2 separate regions of the Mus musculus genome follow, and region 1 is linked to region 2. A link is a contact called in public HiChIP or PLAC-seq data. All regions are on one chromosome and are shown on one strand. The core of a region is the stretch at or near the end of the contact, and the rest is flanking DNA. Distances in the headings are between cores, read along the strand shown.

Region 1 (3,284 bases), core at 755-3,254, 240 kb before region 2:
CTTACCTATTGTGTGTGTGTGCGTGTATGTGTGTGTGTGTGTATGTGTGTGTGTATGTATGTGTGTGTATGTGTGTGTATGTATGTGTGTGTGTGTATGTGTGTGTATGTATGTATGTGTGTGTGTGTGAGAGAGAGAGAGAGAGAGAGAGAGTGTGTGTGTGTATGCACGTAGGGGTCAGAGGAGACCTGCAGGAGCTGGGTTTTTCCTACCTTATGGGTACTGGAGATGTAACTGTCTGCAGGCTTGGTAGCAAGTGCTTTACCTCCAGATCCATGTAGCTGGCCCCAGCCTTACCTTTTATTTTTAATCACAACAATGTAAGAGATAAGTTCAAGGTGTTCTTCACTGTTTTCTTCTATTGCCATTTGTTCTTATACATGAATGGTTTCTGGAAGAGGGTGATATAAAAGATAAAAGGCTTTTTTTTTTGAGGCTAAAAATCCTTTGTAAATTGTAGTTCACAGATGTGGGGGCTTCGTGTTGCTTCATGTTGTTGTTATTATTGTTGTTGTTGTTTTTCAAAACAAGGTTTCTCTGTATAACAGCCCTGGCTATCTTGGAACTTACTCTCTAGGCCAGGCTGGCCTTGAACTCACAGAGAACTGCCTGCCTCTGCCTCTCGAGTGATGGTATTAAAGGTGCAGTCCACAATGCCCAGCTTCATGTTGCTTTCTGACTGTGTCAGGATAGTCTTCTTTTATTGGTGACCAGATTGACTGGCTATCAGGTGAGAGAGGTCAGGTTTCCCAAATAATCATGGTCTTCCTGTCCAATGACTAGCAGTGAGCCTTGGGGGATAACTGAGACTCTATAAACATCCCTGTGACCTGATGCTCCTGACGGGAAGTTTGGTTGCACCAGAGACAGATGTTCTAATCCCAGTACCCCCATTTCCTGCATTTAGCCAGTATACTTTTTTTTAAAAAAGCAAAGAATTGCTTCCTCATCAGCTATTTGGTTTTCAAAAATACAGTTGGTACTAGAAAGGCAGAACACTCATTTTCTTAAATACCCACTTTTTAAAAGTGATGAAGTGTTAGCCACTGATGGCATGGCAATATGGTTCTCTTCTCTGTTTTAATTTGGTTTACTTCCTGAAGGGAATGACATACATTTAGGGATCATTTTAGAGTTTCCAGTCGTTCTGCTCCTTAAGTTGTTCTCGCTTTGTCTAGTGAATGGTCTTTTAGGAATGACCTTGTTCATCTTGGGGTTCTCATTTTCTGGATTATTGTTCTTTCAAGAGGTAATTTTCACTCCCAGCTTTGACCTAAGATTCAGTCATTTCTCCAGGAATTCTGGCACCTGTCAGTGTGGAGTTGAATTTAGATTAATTTCTGAGGGCCAACGGCAGTCATTGCTCTAGACCTTCAGTTTGCTCTCCTATCTTCATTTCAAGAGCAACAACATGGGTGTTTTGTGTCGTTCTATTTTAAAAAGAGGAAATAGATTGCAACGATGAACAGAGTCAACTGGCTAGCAAATGGCATGTCCGGATCTGAACGTGGGAGAAAGACTACCCTGGTATGCAGTGAGGCAACTTCAGGTAGTGATCCTAAGAAAACTTGTAGGATCAGCCTTCCCATTCCAGGAAGGCTGAGGCAGGAGAACTGCCGCAAGATCCAGGCTAGGCCGACAGCAATTTGAGACTTGTCTCCTCTATACCAGGCGCAGAGCCTACCGCACCACTGGTTGACCTGGGCAATCGCCGCCAGGTGGGGAAAACACAGTCGCCAGTAGCCACTCTCGGGCTGTCCGTTAGACTCGCCAATCAGCGGCGCCTCAGGCAGGGGGCCGTACATCCGAGGGATGCATCCAATAGAAAAGCGACGTCAGTGGGCGGGAGGAGCTGTAGACAGGCCAATCCTGGTAGTTAGCTCACGCCGGCAAGCCGGCAGCCAATCCTCAGCGCGCTCTCTGTGCGGCTCCGCCCGCCGCTCTGCACTACCGCGTGGGTGGCGGCGCACTGCTCTTTTTAGCAGCGCTAGTCCGGCTTCTCTGTGCTTGACGCTGCTGGCGTGGATAAGTGGACATGGCGAGCTCCGACTGTGAGGGCCATGCGGGCCAGGAGGGGGAGACATTCCTGTACTTCGCCTACGGCAGCAATCTCCTGACCGAGAGGATCCACCTGCGAAACCCCTCGGCCGTGTTCTGCTGCGTGGCGCGCCTGCAGGTCAGTGCCGTTGTGCGGGCGACCTGGAGAGCGGGCTAGCTGCGACTCCTGCCGGGAACCTCTAGCCACCGTCGGAGTTCGCAACCCTCCACTGGCTGCCCTTTTCCACCGGTTATGAGCATCCCGTAAGATGCCTTTAATAGGTGCTTCTTAGTCGAGAACTAGCTGCTTTCTGTCCTGTGCGTACCTTATCTATCCCACAGTTCTGTGAAATTCTGCCTGTCCTTTCCTTCGGATCTTAGCGTCCTGGCCTTGAGACCTGGAACCGTGTCTTCAATACTGATAGCAATGTTCGTTCCCTCAGTAGAGTAGCCCAATAAGCTTTTAACTGTGATAAAATGTGTTCTTGACCATAGTTCATTTCCTCTTTAATACGTATTCTTCTGGCACTCAGTGCTGGGGTTACAAGGATGACTGAGCAGCCTAGCTATTTGGAGGACCTTTCTGGTGTACAATCTGATTGTGTGTAGGGCCCTTAATAATTTTAGCCAACTTTGATAACCTTGTCAATTCTTGATTTCAGGCAACAGAAACCAGCTGATTTCAGAAAGGAGAATGGGGAGGGGTGTTGGAAGGCTGTTAGAGAGCTCATGGATTCACCTGAAAGATTGAGTAAACAGGTGGACTACTGTGTGTGTGTGTGTGTGTGTGTGTGTGTGTGTGTGTGTGTGTGTGTGTGTGTGTGTGTATACACAACCAGCATTACAGGAGAGGGCCATCCCTGCTCTGGAAACTGGCCACACCTTTCCTCAACTAGTAAGCACAATATGGAACTGACTCCTGACTGCTGCTTTGCCACAGTTCTGCAATTCCTGAAGCCTAGAGTGGAGTCCCTAATGATCTTAAACACCAGCACTAATTGAGAGCCCCTGCGAGGTGCCCTGATTGGCTAAATCTCACCATGAATCCACGTCCTTACTTAGCAAGCAAGATGATCTGATAACTAGCTCCTAGCCTTTCAAGTTTCAGAAGTGGGAGTCACGCTCTGTACTCTATCTAAAACTCCAAAGAGTGTAGGATTGGAGTTCAAGTACGTGAAGTACAGGAAAGAAATACCACATAAATGATAAATTATAGCTGTGGTTAGCCTTAAAAGAGGACTTGCAAG
Region 2 (2,929 bases), core at 411-2,910:
AACCTGGGTTCAGATCAGTTCCTAGCCCATGATTTCAGCTAACTCCATAGATGCAGCACTCGGGGAAAGATGTGCCTTTCCTGCCCAAGTCCTTTCTTGCAACTGACTTTTCAAACTCTTAGAATTTAGGGGGACCCCCCAAAAAGGGGAAGGGATCTCCAACAAAGGATTAGTTCTCAAAGAGAACTGGACCAGAGGGTTTAGGAGCAGTCTGCAGAACTCCTGTGAGCCAGTTCTCACATTGTTGGTCAGCATGGGTTTTTTTTTTTTGTTTGTTTTGTTTTGTTTTGTTTTGTTTTTGTTTTTGTTTTTGTTTTGTTTTGTTTTGTTTTGTTTTTAGTAGCTCTAGGGTGTGTCTTTACAATTCTGTTTCTACAGATAAATATCAGCTAAAAACCCCCAAAACTTTTAGAACCAGCTCAATGCCACCTGACTGCATGTGTGGGTGTTAGGGTGTCTGGTAGGATGCTTGCTAAGCAAGCTGCGGGCTTGTATTAATGGGCAGCCCGGCTTTCTCTCTTGGACATATCACACAGTGCACCCCTAATTTAGCTTGCTGCCTTAAAGATGGTATCTGAGAACATGAAGGGTTTATAGGGGTTTCCCAGAGTATGGGGCTTGGGTCCTGAAACCTCGAACTGTCTAGTATAGAGGGATGATCTCCGGGTGATGTAGGATGGAAATACAGCCATATGTTAACTGTGATTGGGGGCCTGTACCATAACAGAGATTTTAATTTTCCTATGCTTGTCTACAATAGAAAAGCCATATACTGTGTTTGCTATAAACATCTGTTTGGGATGAAAGGAAAAGGAACATTTATCTTACCCTGTCAGTGGGGAGAGGGTACTAACACCACCTGCCACCTCCTCTTAAGTGCCTCACAGTGAGAGAAGACAATAGAAGCCACAGACAGCATCTGAAATAAAATCTGTACAAACCTAAGAGCTGGCAAGGGTCCCAAGCATTTATTAAAGGTGCCAAAGACCTGATTCTTTTTTGGGGGGGGGTTCTCTGTGTAGCCCTGGCTGTCCTGGTACTCACTCTGTAGACCAGGCTGGCCTCAAACTCAGAAATCCATCTGCCTCTGCCTCTGCTTCCCAAGTGCTGGGATTAAAGGCATGCACCACCACTGCCCAGCCCAAAGACCTGATTCTTGCTAGGTGGACCGAGCTGATTTCAGACTTCCTGATAATCCTTCTTTGTCGGGCTTCAGAGTGCAGGGTTTACAACACACAGCACCACACCTGGCTTAGAGACAAATTTCACTTGGCAATAAGAAGGCTTAGATTAAAAGTCATATTACTTGAGGGTTTTGACTTTATATGTATCTGTTTTATATTGAAGCAAACAGTACCCAATTCCATTTAGGAGACTAAGAGGAAACTTAAAGGAAACCGAATGGGTCATAGTTCAGGACACAGGGTATGAATTTAGTCTGACTTGCACTTCTAGAAGGAGCCAAGGATGGAGATGGCTCTGGCATGAAGGACCAAGGGAAAGAAAGCTCAGAAGCATGCCCTATGCTCAGGCACCAACCCTGCTGATGGACAGGTGGGGCCCAGCCCTTGGCAGAGGCACAGTTATTGAACCCGAAGCCTCACAAGCTCTCTGGAAAGCACTGGTGTTGATCCAAGTCTGTCATCTGCCCTGACCCTCACTTCCTCTTCTCTCTTCTGTTTGCTTCTTGCTGCCCACACAGGTTGGGAAGGGCGTGTTTGCCTGCCATTCTACACAGAAGCAACACAAATATTTTTAACCACACTGAGGTCACTTCCTAACATTAATAGGCCCTTTTGTTCGTTGTTCAACAGGAGGGGAAAAAATCCCCCAGCTCCTCACATAGATCTTAAATTAGGCTTGAATAGAAAAATAATTTTTATGCTTTCCTCTCACATTTAATAAACATTATATGCTGGTGTCATTTCTCTAGGGGCTATATGACTTGGCTCAACAGAGGTGGGAAGAATTTCTACCCAATTGCCTTTTTTTTTTTTTTTTTTTAGCCTTAGTTTCTTACTGTCCTCCTACGCATCCACCCCCAAGAGAAAGATGCCTGGAGCCTGTCAGACATCACCATGGCACCTTTTCTAAACAACTTCTCAGAGCTTCCTTCTTGCTACATGGCAAATACATCACTCGGCAGCTGGTCCCTTTTCCTCACCTGCGTAACGAAACTTGTGGTTTATTATAAACTTGGTCCAAGGCCTAATTTCTATTCATGAAATCCTGTCATCATTATATGAAGAAATGTACTGTTTAAGGGCCAACATTATAATGAAACACTGGCCTGGCAGGTCCCAGCAGTGGGAATTGGCAAGTATGAGCCATGTTGTGTGGAGTGGTGAGCGAGGAGAGTCAAGGCCTTCAGCGGCGTTGTCTCTGAGCAGGTCACTGCCTTTCATTCTCTGTTCTCATGCTTTTGTATGCATTTTTATTAAGCAGCCTGTCTCCCTTCCCTACTTTCTTTCCCTGTCCTCTTTTTCTGTGTGCACATTTATCTGTATGTGAGTGTTGGTCTATGCGAGGGTTTGTATGTACATGTGGAACTGAGAAGATAAGCCCAGGTGTCATTGTTGGGGAGCTAGATTAGTTAAACCTCTCTTTGCTGTGATCAAACACCTGACAAGAAGTCACTCAAGAATGGAAGGCTTTGTCTTGGCTCATGGTGTTGGGGGATATAGTCAGTGGGAAAGGCATGTGCGGGATCATGAAGCCTCAGGTCCTGTTTCTTCGTCAGTCGGCAGCCAACAGAGTGATGGATGCTTGAGCTCCCTTACTTAGCCTTCTCCTTTTTGTTCAGTTTTTGGCCCCTGCCTACTGAGCCACTCGTGGTTAGGATGAGCCCTACCTTCATTAGCTCAATCTAGATGCTCCTTTATAGACACGCCCAGAAACTGGTCTCCCAGGTGACTCTACATCCCATCAA

Evidence for each region. HiChIP or PLAC-seq counts read pairs in DNA pulled down with a chosen protein or histone mark.
Region 1: a FOXA1 HiChIP or PLAC-seq map of pancreatic cancer cells shows a contact between it and region 2. The contact joins the promoter of Ggct here to the enhancer-like site in region 2. A contact is called at or near these places in 8 of 39 promoter capture datasets (3T3-L1-derived adipocytes, the C10 cell line, hematopoietic stem and progenitor cells and 4 more), 1 of 484 Hi-C or Micro-C datasets (uterus), 8 of 115 datasets of contacts at active chromatin or transcription factors (bone marrow-derived macrophages, double positive thymocytes, embryonic forebrain and 4 more) and 3 of 9 other capture datasets (adipose tissue, embryonic stem cells and liver).

The regions. Positions count from the first base shown.
Region 1 is chr6:54,991,587-54,994,870 of GRCm38.p6, reverse strand. Ggct (gamma-glutamyl cyclotransferase) reads left to right here and starts at 2,004. Exons shown (of 4, transcript NM_026637.3): 1 at 2,004-2,176. The coding sequence starts at 2,036. RefSeq lists a cis regulatory region at 1,770-1,779 and an enhancer at 1,760-1,789.
Region 2 is chr6:54,750,977-54,753,905 of GRCm38.p6, reverse strand. No RefSeq gene overlaps it. Among named protein-coding and RNA genes, the nearest start is that of Znrf2, 64 kb to the left of the region's middle. Within about 2 kb of position 1,660, at least 53 of the 459 cell types and tissues checked have an H3K27ac peak or open chromatin away from gene starts, as enhancers often do. A contact at or near this core is called in adipose tissue, bone marrow-derived macrophages, neural stem cells and 3 more, where this site is marked.